2 separate regions of the Macaca fascicularis genome follow, and region 2 is linked to region 1. Evidence: chromatin contacts called from public Hi-C data. All regions are on one chromosome and are shown on one strand. The core of a region is the stretch at or near the end of the contact, and the rest is flanking DNA. Distances in the headings are between cores, read along the strand shown.

The links. A called contact is a pair of places that touch in the nucleus more often than the background predicts.
Region 2: a contact with region 1 is called in a Hi-C map of liver, with 3 times the contacts expected there. The contact joins the enhancer-like site here to the promoter of QKI in region 1. A contact is called at or near these places in 2 of 2 Hi-C or Micro-C datasets (liver and skeletal muscle).

Annotation. Positions count from the first base shown.
Region 1 is chr4:7,714,247-7,720,440 of T2T-MFA8v1.1, reverse strand. QKI (QKI, KH domain containing RNA binding) reads left to right here and starts at 3,818. Exons shown (of 8, transcript XM_045390386.3): 1 at 3,818-4,438. The coding sequence starts at 4,297.
Region 2 is chr4:7,947,973-7,954,166 of T2T-MFA8v1.1, reverse strand. All of the region lies in intron 3 of PACRG (parkin coregulated), which reads left to right. Among named protein-coding and RNA genes, the nearest start is that of QKI, 230 kb to the right of the region's middle. Within about 2 kb of position 2,831, at least 1 of the 6 cell types and tissues checked has an H3K27ac peak or open chromatin away from gene starts, as enhancers often do. A contact at or near this core is called in liver, where this site is marked.

The DNA.
Region 1 (6,194 bases), core at 2,569-5,068:
GTCTTGCTCTGTCGCCCAGGCTGGAGTGCAGTGGTGTGATCACAGCTCACTGAAACCTCTGCCTCCCTGATCCTCCCACCTCAACCTCACAAGTAGCTGGGTCTACAGGTATGTGGCACCAGACTCTGTTAATTTTTGTATTTTCTGTAGAGACAGCGTCTATGTTGCCTAGACTGGTTTCAAAATCCCGGGCTCAAGTGATCCACCTGCCTTGGCCTCCCAAAATGCTAGGATTACTGTCACAAGCACAGCACCCGACCCTCTGCAGCTACTTACTACTCCTAAGCATCAGCCCTCTCATCTCTGAAATATGATTCTTCCTGCCTACCTCAAATATTGGCTGTACGGATGAAAATAAACAATGAAGATAAGGGTTTTGCAGAGCTTCTGGTCCATAACAAGTACTTAATATTTCATTTGGACACATATTTAATAAATGCCTACATGTACCATATGCTGACGTAGGTGCTGGAAATCCCTAATAGAAGAAACTCCTATTTCTCATGGGGCTTACAATCTTGCTGCCAGTGGCAAACAAGTTTACCCATAGTTATGTCAGGTGGAAACAAATGGTATGAAAAGAACCCGGGGTAAGCAGATGGAAGAAGGGAGGAGGTGTGTGCGTGCACAAAAGTGCCATTTTACATAGGGTGTTAAGGGACACCTTCTAAAGATAAATAGGAGCAGGGGTCACCGATGCATGGGGAAAAGCTTTCCGAGGAGAGCAAACACCAAGGGCAGAGTCCTGGGGAGGGTAAGCATACTTGGAATGTTTAAGGATCCAGCGAGATTCCACGGGGGTGCAGCCAAGTGGGCTGTGGGAGGACAGGAAGGACATAAGGTCAGCGATGCACCAGGGGCCACACCTGTCGTCTTGCAGGCCTTGGTAAGCTCTTCGGATTTTTTTTCTTTTTTGAGAGAAGAAACCATTGAGGAACTGTCAGTTAGTGAAGTGATCTACATAGATTTGAAAAGGTAACCTGCTGGGCACGGTGGCTCACGCCTGTAATCCCAGCACTTTGGGAGGCTGAGGCGGGCAGATCACTTGAGGTCGGGAGTTCAAGACCAGCTTGAACAACATGGAGAAACCCCTGTCTCTACTAAAAATACAAAATTAGCTAGACGTGGTGACGCATGCCTGTAATCCCAGCTACTAGGAAGGATGGGGCAGGCGAATCGCTTGAACCCGGGAGGCTGAGGTTGCAGTGAGCCGAGATCGCACCATTGCACTCCAGCCTGGGCGACGAGCGAAATTCCGTTTCACCAAAAAAAAAAAAAAAAAAAAAGTAACACACAGTAGCTATTATCTAATACACAGGAAATGAAAATTGCCTATCATTGTTCTTTAATCTGGTTTAAGTGGTTGAGCCTTATGACACTGCCGTTTCTACGGGTCAAAAATGGTGGAATATTGTCATAAAATTCAACCTGACTTAAAGGATAGGGCGAGGAAAAAAAGAAAAAAAACATAAGCTTTACAATAAAATATAATTGTATTATAATCCCAGACACAGGACTCATAAGCTGTATTCTTGCACAAGGCACTTAGCTTCATCTTTCTTGGGTTTCCCCTTATTTGTAAAATTGGGATAACAGTCTAACCTAAGCCCAACTTGTACTGATGATTAAATGAGATATGTATGTAGAACATTCGGCATAGTGCCTAGGAGCTTAAGAAATAAGCAGGCCATTAAGAAGGGGGTTGCATTTTATACTAGCAGCATCAAAACCTTGTGTAACTATTTTTCTAGGTACTGAAACAGCATTCATTACTCAGAGACCAGAGCTTTTTTTCAAGTTACTATTCCCTGCATTTAGAAAGTTCATCTTTAAATAGGCAATTCAGTAAGTAAATATTCTATGGCTCTAAAACAGATACTGCTGTTGGAGAATTTAAAATATCTGAGAGTTACATTTTTAACGTTGTCTACCAAGGCTATTACATTTCCTCTGTCAAAGTAACTTAATTTTACAAACGAACTCTGTGCTTGTTAAATGAAAAGGCCAGAAGCTACTGGCCACTCAGCGTTCGTTTGAAATTCTTGTAGTGCCTTCAGTACAACTCAAACTTAGAGGTGATTCTCAGAATTCGTGTGAAGCAACATTTCACAAAAAAAATCACCTACGTTCACTATTAAGTCAGAAGACAGAATGATTAACAGTAAATTTCAGCCGCGAATTACTCAGTATCAACTGGATATTAAATAACTGCATTATTTTAATGGAATGTTATAAAGGATTTGCAACAAAATGCAGATGCAGATGTAGATTTAGGGACTGTCGACTTCTATAGATCAAGGAGGACTTCATTGTTGCAGCTCAGAACATTCTTCCAAACAAATCTAAATGTTGGAAATCCACCACACTGCAGAGAAAGACCTCTTGCCTCCGTATTCTTTCTTCATCTGTAAAAATGTTGACTTCTGCTTTTCAGACTACGCGCACAGGCTCTTTCCTACTGCGGCTTCATTCCCTCACGGAACACTGATGCCATCGCGAAAGAAGCATTTCGAGCACGACTAACGCTCCCCTTATAATTTGCTAAGCCGCTGCGCTCGGGTCTCGCTACGATTTGCTTTCAGAATAACGAGAAGGTGCAACAAGATCGCTTCCCTGGCGGCGCGTCAACCGCTTGGCCCAGACCCCCCACGCCCGCCCACCGCCCCGTGGGTGCGCACGCGTGTCCGCGCACGCTTCCCCGCCTGGCGAGCGCGAGGCTTCTCTCCGCCGTGCTGCTTTCCAGCCTCTCAGCAAATCACGAACACGGAAGGGAGCCACGGCGGCGACGGGAGGGGCGTCGCGCGTGGTTCCCTCGGCGACAAAGCGGGAGCCCGGCGCGACGGGCGCCCTACCCCGCAGAGGCGGACGCCGCCGCACGCGCCTCAGAAAGCCTCAAACTCCAGTCCTCGGCTCCCCCGCCACACCCCCGCCCCGCAGCCAAGACCCGCGAGGTGGCGGGCCCGACGGCCAGGGCAAGCCCACCAGCCCTCCGCACCGTGGGCGACTGGCCAGCGCCCGGCCCTAAACGGGCAGCCCCAGCCCCTAGGCGGCTGCCGCCCCCAGCCCCGCCCACGCCCCACGCAGGCGCGCTCCGGGCCCCTTCCCTCCCCCACCGCGCGCTCGCGGGGCCCGGCGGGGGCGGAGCGACCCTCGGAAGGGGCGTGGCCACGGGGCACGACGCGCGCACGCGCTCTGGAGCCCCATGGCTACGTGTCGGGCCACGTGATGCCCACCCCGAAAGTCCCCCGTGAAGCAACAGGACGTTAAAAAAAATTTCTTTTCTGCGGGGTGGATGAGAGGTTCTGAAAAAACTATAGTAACGGGAGGCGAGGCGGAGGCAGCGCTGGCGCGTCCCGCTGGAATTCCTCCCGCCTGCCGCGCCAGCCCCAACCGCGCCCGAGCCCCGCGCCCCCCCGCGGCCGTCAGCCCCGCAACCCACACCCACCCGCCCCGGGCGCCCCGCACGGCGGCGACCCAGTCCCTGCGCCCAGGCCCGGGGCCGCCGAGCGCCGCCGCCCGTCACGCTCCCGTCGCCCCCGCCGCCCGCCCCGCCAGGGAGGCAGGGAGGAGGGGGCACGGCGCCGGCTGCTGCCCGGGTCGGGGGGCGTCGGGCAGCGGGAGCGCGCCGGCCGGGCCCCGCTAACGGCCGCCCTGCGCGGCCCCGCCCGCCGCCCGCCCCCGGCCCTCCCCGCGCCTTCGCCCCTCCCCCCCCGCCGCTGCTGCCGCCGCCGCTGGCAGCGCCGCCTGAACTGAGGCGAACTCCGCCGCCAAGTGAGTGAGGAGGAGGAGGAGAAGGAGGAGGAGGAAGAGGAGGAGCGCAGTCAGAGCGCGGCGGCAGCGGCAGCGGCAGAGGCGCCGCGGCGGGGACCAGCCCAGAGAGACCCCCCGAGCCCGCGGCACAGGCGGCGGCGGCGCTGAGCGGGCGCGACCAGCCGAGCGAGCGGCGGCCCCGGCTCCTCCTCGTCCGGCGCCAGCGGCCCGCGCCCTGCGCCCGCACTCGGCCAGCCGAGACCCGCCTCCCGCCCGCCCGCCGGCCTCGTGAGGGACGCGCCGAGCCGGGCGGCCGAGAGCGGCGGCGGCTGGGAGCGCGTCGGGCCCGGGCGGAAAGTGCCTGCGGGGGGCGGGCGAGCGCGCGGTGCCGGCCGCCCCGGGGCTCGGCGCGGGAGCCAGAGCGGGAGCCGGCGCGGAGCGGGACGCCGGGTCCCGAGCGGCCCGCGGCCGGGGCTCGCCCCCGCCCCTCCCTCCTCTCCGGCGGCGGCGGCGGCGGCGGGCGGAGTGAGCTGCGGAGCCTGGAATATGGTCGGGGAAATGGAAACGAAGGAGAAGCCGAAGCCCACCCCAGATTACCTGATGCAGCTGATGAACGACAAGAAGCTCATGAGCAGCCTGCCCAACTTCTGCGGGATCTTCAACCACCTCGAGCGGCTGCTGGACGAAGGTGAGCGTCTCCGGGGCCCCGGCCCCGGCCCGATCCCCGCCGGGGCGGCCCCTTTCCCTGCTTGGGATGGTGGGGAGGGCGGGAAGGTCACGGCCGGGCGGGACCGCGCGCCGGGGGGACTGGGAGGCCAGGAGGGCGCACAAAGGAGGCGCCGGGCCGGGCTTGCGGCGGCGGCGGGCGGGCGGGCGGGCCGGGGTGGACCCGCCGGGGCCGGACGCCCCCTGCCCGGCCCGGGACCCCGCGCCGCTGGCGCCCAAGTTTGTGCGCTGCGGAGGGCTGCGGGGCGAACCCTGCGGCCCCTCTGGCTTTGGCGGTCACATTTCCGAGAGGCCAGCGGGGGCTGCGCGGGCTCGGTGGTCCTCGCCAAGCCCTCCCGAGAGCAGGCCCACGCCGCGCCGCCGGCCTGGAGGACGCGCGTGTCCCCGGCGCGGGCCCCGCTCCTCTCCTCGACCTCCTGAGCTTGCTCTGCGCGGACCCCCGCTGCCCCGCGTTCGGGAGCTCTCTCCCTCCCATGAGGACTAAAGCGGGGTTTCGTGCTTGGGGAGTTGGTGCAGCTGGTAAATACTAAGTGGAAGTCAGAGTGGGGCTCGTTAGTTTAAAGAAATTCCATAGGAGACCGAAATTATGCTGGCGTAGCCGACAAGGAGGACGAAGTGACGGCGAAAAGCACTTTTTTCCCTTTTGTTTGGGGAAGCGAGAACTGTTAGGGAGTTGAACTTCACTTTTCGGGGGTGGGGGGGGGGGTGGAGTGCGAAATAACGCGATGACAGATCGGAGCGCAGCCTGAGTTAGGAAGAACTTGGGCGGAGGGTTTGCTCCCGGAGACGCAGCCGCCCGAGTTTGTAGGACAGGGAATCGAGACGTTTGGAAAGGGCGAAATAAAATTGAGCCGAAGTTTTCAAAAAGCTTTATGGAGCGCTGTGGGGAGCGAAGAATGACAAGAAGATTAATGTTGACCAACTCTGGAATTTCCTTAAGAAGTTCTCATAGCAGTATCTGGAGTATTAATTTCTAGTAGCTGTGGGTTTCTGTGGACGCCTAGAGACAAAAATAAATGACCACAAAAAAGTGTTTCGAAAATCGACTAGCCAGGAGTTTTTTTTTTTTTTTTTTTTTTTTTTTCCTGCTCAGAGGCATCACCGGAGGACTGTGTAAAGGAAACTGAAAACTTTAGGTTGAAGAGATGAGCAATGGAGTTTAGATTTTTCGCAAGAATTTCGAGATTTTAAAAATAGAGTCGGGGAACAGGAGTTTGAAGCTTGGGGAGTTGGAATGTCATTAGAGAACAAAAGGCCGGAAATGTTTCCATGATAAAAAGATGATTAAAGAAAAATCCCTGGAGTTTTATTGTCTTGAAAGTCAAAGAAACAACTTAAAAGTAGAAAATGGTTAGGTGTTACGGCTTTCTCGTCGTTTTGCTTCCATATGTTAAACATACAGCACTCACCAGCATTGAAATGGGCATTTTCCACTGTTGGAACAGCAAATCTGTTAATTTCAAGTTGCTCCAGAGAAAACTTGAGCTGTCCCTTTAAAGGGTTCTGCTTTTCCTGTTTGTGTTGGCATTTGAAAGATTGTGGAGGCAGAAAACTTTCTGGAATGTCAAAAAAAAAAAAAAAAAAAAATTGCTGGAACTCTTAAATTGAGTATTTCCAAATGTGAGCGCTAAGGGGCGCCAGTTATTTTTTAACCATGGAAATGGTTGGAACCAAATGTGTAACATACTCAGTAATCTGACCTATATTAAATTTAGTTG
Region 2 (6,194 bases), core at 1,582-4,081, 230 kb before region 1:
TATTCCCACCTTGTTGCCTCGTGAGCACGCCCCATGCCATTCTGGGCACACCCTCAGCAACAACAAGACTAGCTCTCAGCCACCCTCCCAGCTCGGTATGGCGTGGACGTGCTGATCTTATGGCCAGAGGGACAAGGGGAAGTGCTGCATAGACTCCAGCTGGTGGGGCAGATCTTTTGTCTTTTCCTTCTCCTTCCTGCAGCCTGGAACTCAAACGAGAAGGCCCGGGCTTCAGCAGCCACCTTTGGCTATGGAGTAATCTTGAGACACAGACACATGCAGGAAACTTTAGTATTAAAATAGGAGAAGCCCAGTTCTTCTGTGACTTCATAGAGCCCTTGCACTTTATGGTAGCCTGGTTGCTTCCTTCCAGACTTTTTCTGACAGGAGAGAAATTAAACACCTGTCTTACCTAAGCCAGTATTATGCTGAATTTTCTGTTCCATGCAGCCAAACTCAATCTTTACATTAATGCTAAAACATTAATGAAACTGCTAGGAGAAGCTGCCTTGCCAGGCTCCCTGGTGGGTACCATCACATCCAGTACCGGGTCTCTCAAACTTCCCCACACCCACCACAGAAAAGCAAGAACTAGGTACAGTATCTGGCATTCTGTAGGCGCTGATGGTCATGGAATTCAGTCTCTCTGATGTATTTTAAGTTGCCATTCAAAAATAAAGCACTCAGGTAACATAAGTGAATTTTGATAAAATTACATGTAACAGTTCCTATTTGGGTTGATAGAGCTCTTTCTTTAAAAAGGCTGAATTTTATGTCCTTTTATAGAATTAAAGTTTTTACTTTTCATTTGTGATGAGCTGAATTTTCAGGCTGATGAAATAAGTCACTGATATTTACCACACAGGACTTAATAAAAAAGAAGCTTAGGTTTCAATGGTGGGTTTCTTTTTGGGGCATAGACCGTGGTTTTATAGTAGAAAGCTTTGTAGATGGACTCGCACTGACGTCCTGTTGCTCCTCACATGTGTGTTTCGTCTTGGAGGCCAGGCTCCTCTGTAGGTTCGCTAGCCGACAAGTGAGACCGAAGGAGGCAGCTGTTGGGGGAACTCAGCCTTCCTTCCCACCACACCTACACCTTGCTGAGCCACTGCTCCCAAGACGAGGCACAGAATCCCCAGAGCAGCCTGGCTTCAACCTACTCATTTGGTGTTCTTTAAATTAAAAAAAAAAAAAAAAAAAATTCTGGCAGAGCGTGGTGGCTCATGCCTGTAATCCCAACACTTAGGGAAGCTGAGGTGGGTGGATTGCTTCAGCACGGGAAGGAGTTCCAGGCCAGCCCGGGCAACACAGTGAAACCCTATCTCTATAAGAGAAATATGAAAGTGATCCAGGCATGTTGGCACGTGCCTGTAGTCCCTGCTACTCAGGAAGCCGAGGTGGGAGAATCATCGGAGCCTGGGAGTTTGATGCTGCAGTGAGCCAAAATTGTGCCACTGCACTCCAGCCGCGGCAAGAGAGCAAGATCTGTCTCAAAACAAAAAAAAAAGAATTTTTTTTATATCACTAGTTTTCTTGCATGGCCTATGAGTTCCCATCCACTGTGTAAGCCTTTATAACTGTTACGGTGGGATCCAAGTGTAAGCTCTGAGTTACTCTCTCATTCTCCCCCATTCACTTACAGATGACATTCTTGCAGACCAGACCAGCACGGCTCCTTGCCCAAGGCCACACAGGCAGGAACCGCCAGGCAGCCCGTCCAGTGTCCCAGCCGAGCCCTCCTGGGAGGTTCCTGTGTGCTGGACACATGCCTGGCTGGCTATTAGCTGTGTAGTTTACCCAGTGGTTACACCATCTTGAAGAGGTCTTTCTGGAGACGACGTTGACTTTGAAATTACTTGCATTATCCAGTATTCAGCTGTGGTCATTGTGATCCTTTCCAAGCCATACATAATTTTGGGTTTTGTTGTGGCTGCTGACCAGCATCTCTGTTTAAGAGACTGAGCTTTGCGCTAGCGATTCTGGTTTTGATGCATTTCCTAGGCACGCCCACTTCTCTGGTAGAAAGCTAGAAGTGAGTCCCTCACCTAGCTGATCCTTGTGAAGATGAACAGTTCTCTCCATTTGTGTTTAGTGACAAGTATATTCGTTAAAATATCATGAAGCCTTTACAAGGTGTTCTACTAACTAGTTCGAGACACAACTTGTATACTCTGCACTGAATGGGTTTGCATAGGTTGTTACATAGATTATCGTACACCTATAATAAATAGATTGTGGAAAACACTGCTAAAAATGTTTCAATGAGGACCAGGCACAGTGGCTCACACTTGTAATCCCAGCGCTTCGGGAGGCTGAGGCAGGAGGATCGCTTGAGCCCAGGAATTCAAGGCTGCAGTGAGCTACGATTGTGCCACTGTACTCTAACCTGGGCAGCAGTGAGACCCTGTCTCAAAAAAAAAAAAACAAAAAACAAAAAAAAAAACCTTTTTTTTTCATTGAGTTTAAGAGGGGTTTCTTGTATGGTCACACACACAAAAAAACTGTTTAATTCCTTTACTCTTATGAGCCACTTATTTGGTTCTTCAAACATGTAGAGGACAAAAAGGCACGGTTTCTTTAGGTTAAAAAATGGGCAAAAAATCTGATTTTACTTTTCTTTTCTCAAATATTATTCACTAATTATTAACAGCAAACGCTGTGTCTCCTGGAGTCACCAGGCGCCGAGCACTGTGTGTGTTTCACCTGAGTGGTGTTTTCATTCTCATTTCATGTATTTGAAAGCTGGGGCTTGGTACAGTTATGACATTGGCCCAGGGCCACTCAGATTGCAAATGACAGAGCCAGGGTGTGAACCCAGATAGGTCAACCTCAACATGAGTGTCTCTGACTCTTCAGGTTAATAGCCTTCTCCAGATACCAAAGCAGCACTAAACCATCTATGCAGTTGTGCGGGCACCTGTGTGGGATAGAAAGGGCTGAGGGATCCTGCTGCCACATTGATAATGATCGCTGGAACCAGGGTCTGAAACCGAGTCGGACTGACCCTGAAACCCATTTACCTGACCACTTTACTCCCACACCTCGGGCTGTCTTGTAAAGGAAGGGTTAAAGAATATATGATGCAACCTCCTGAAACAGGCAGCCTAGGAACTTTGACCCACGCACTCAGCCGGATCTCTGTGGCCACCTCTGGGATCCAGACGGCCGCTTGGGGACAGCAGAGGCTCAGGGGCAGTGAAAAGCAGTGCCCGGGCTGGAGATGAAAGAGCCAATTCTCCATTCTTCTGTGAGTCCCCGGAGATGAACACTGTGAACTTGTTTCCAGTCTCTGTGTCTCGTGCCAGCGGCCCTCCCCTCCCCCTTCCAAGGACAAGTCCACCCCCAGATGATTTGCCCCTGGAAATGGGTCCTCATGGACAGGGGAGAATCAGAGATTATTTGCTTGAGGTGGCAAAAAAAAAAAAAAAAAAAATACAGACACATCTCCAGCTAACCCTTTTTATAGATGTATTTTTGTTTTTTACAAACCAAATACCAGAGTTTCATTATTAGCACAGTAGTTTGGGTTTGGTTTTTTTTGTTTTGTTTTGTTTTTTTCTCGTCATTAACCACTTAGTTACTATAAATGTGATTTTAACTCACGGAAAAAGTACCCACATACCATAAAAACCTGAATTCTACCTAGTCAGCTCCGAATGGAAGGCTTCCAAGGCCCGGGAGGCACGCTCTATCGAGTTGCTGATTCGGGAGATAGCAGTGAATCGGGGTTCCACCACGCCCCCAGAATGTTGTTCACAGCAGCTTTGTCATTGACAGTTCTCCCTTTTGGACAAGATCTGAAACAAAACTTCCAATCACCTCCGATCCTAACAGCTTTACCTCTCTTCGATTTAAGGATTCTTAGTCAAATTTCAACTCAAATAGGTTACCTAGGAAGATTCTTAGGGCTTAACCTACTTACTTCTTCTTGTGGTTTCAATTGAAAGTGATAGACTCTTCTAGGCTGTTTGTGTTCCACCGTTCGGTGGTGAAATCACTGCTACCTCTCCCTCCGTAGAGAGCCCACTGCTTCCTACCAATGAGTTAAGTAATTTGTTCTGCCCATTTCTGCACATTTGTGTTCATAAAATCAGCTGAAAGATGAAAGTGACTGAAGAAATTGCTAACAATTACGAGGCTTTCCTTAAATTGATAGTTTGTTTTACTTCATTCTAGTTCTCAATGGAAACAAAAGGCAAGAATGATCTTTGGAATGCTGTGTGTACAAAATCAACCCAAACAAGAGATAGATGAGACTCATTGTCTTCCTCCAGAATAACAATCGCCTATAATTGCTGTGCTGATGAAACAGTCACAAGAGGCACGACAGACCCAGAAAGAGACCCTTGGTGCTTCATGTGGTATCTGTCTTTATACGGGTCTCTTTTACATTCAGCAGGTTTCACTAGAAAAAAGAATGTCAAAGTATTTCATTAACAAAACTGAGAAAATGCGTATTTAAACATTGATATCCCTATGAAAGAGTAATTTCTTACGTAAATGTAGCATTTTCACCTATGTTACCTCATTTAATCTTCAGAACTAATCTTAAGATGCAATTTTCCAATTTTATAGACAAGGAAGTGGAAACTTATAGATGTGAATTCACTTGTTCTGGGTCACGGAGGTGTAATTTTTAGAGCGCAGTCTTAGTTAGTGGTCTTGACTCTAAGTTCAAAATAGAGGCCTCCACTTTGCCGAGCACCAAAAGAGCGAGAGATGAGTTAGTGCGTGAGTCCCAAGAAGAAGGGACTCTGCAGGTCCTTAGCAGTTAAGGAAGCGTCATGAAACATTTCTTGAAGAATGGATAGGATTTAAATAGTTTAGAAGATGCAGTCTTGAAACTATGTGGGTGATCCAGGTTGCATGAGCAACAAATATTTGTTGGACAAGTGAAGAGTGAATGAATGAGGATGGAGGTGTCTGAGATCAGGAAAATGATCTGGGAAGGTATGAAGGCAAACATTCCCACGATGTGTTCGGGGAACAATGAGTAGGAGCCACTGGCTCTAAGAGAGTGTCCATCTGGACAAGTAGAGAGAGATGGACTGCTGGGGGTGCTGTGGGAGCTCGAAGGGCATGGAAGGGCATAGAAGGCCAGGCTAAAAAGTGTTGACTTTGCCTTACAGGCAAAGGTCAGGGCTTCATTGCTTTTGACTAAGGAACTTTATCTTGAAGACAGGATCATGGGAAATCATTGACAACTTGTAGGACATGATATGAACAAACTCAGTGTTTTAGCAAACTCAGTGTTTTAACAGGGAGTGAAGCACAAAATAGATGAAGTGTGTGTGGTGTGTGTTGACTCTGACTTTAGGAACTCACCCCGTGCTTCTCTAAATCTTCTGTCAGCTCTTCCCATCAGTGGCAAGTAGATTTAAAGGCCAAGCTGCCTAAAAGACATAGGGTTAAAGAAAAAAAAAAAGGAAGAAAAAGAAATGTACCTTTAAAATTTCCCAACCTTGATTTATACCTACAGAGGTGTATTATATGGTCACTCCTTTTATTAGGGTTTTTAAGCTAATCATTAGGCTTGACTAAAGAATTGCAAAACTTTCACTACAAGAAAAATTAAAAGAAGTCGTTTCCTGTATCTAAAATGGTCATGTATACCTCTGAAATTAGGAAAATGCAGGCCAATGATAAAAATATAACTGTAATGAAACTGTAGGTTTTTTACTGATTGTATTACACAATATTTCCTGTTGGATTCTTAACACAAAGCAATAAAAAGCTGATTTGGTTTAAAATAAAATATGGAGAGATTCTTGTCCTGTAGGAAGCTCATCACTCTAATGGGTGTCTTACTGGAACAGTATTTTGGCTGTACTGGAGCACATTGAAAGGAATGAGATTTAGCTTTGCCAAACTTCCACTGTGAAAGAGTTTGCTATAACAGTGTTTTATTATATTCTTATTGAACTTCAGCCAGTTGAAAATAGAATCTCCTCACCATCCTTTTAAATTAGCCTTAAGCTGCAGATAAAAGACAAAAATCAATGTGCAAATTTAGCTCCTTGCGCTCAGTTCCTTGAGAAATTTACCCTGGTGCTAATATTCAGGACGCATAGATAATACATAGAGTAACTGGAAGTTTTAAAGAAGCATTTCTTGTTCCGTTTAGATCTACTTAAGAGTCTGGTAAATCCTGTACATAAATTGTTTCTTTAATGCTACAGGTTATAGTGCATATC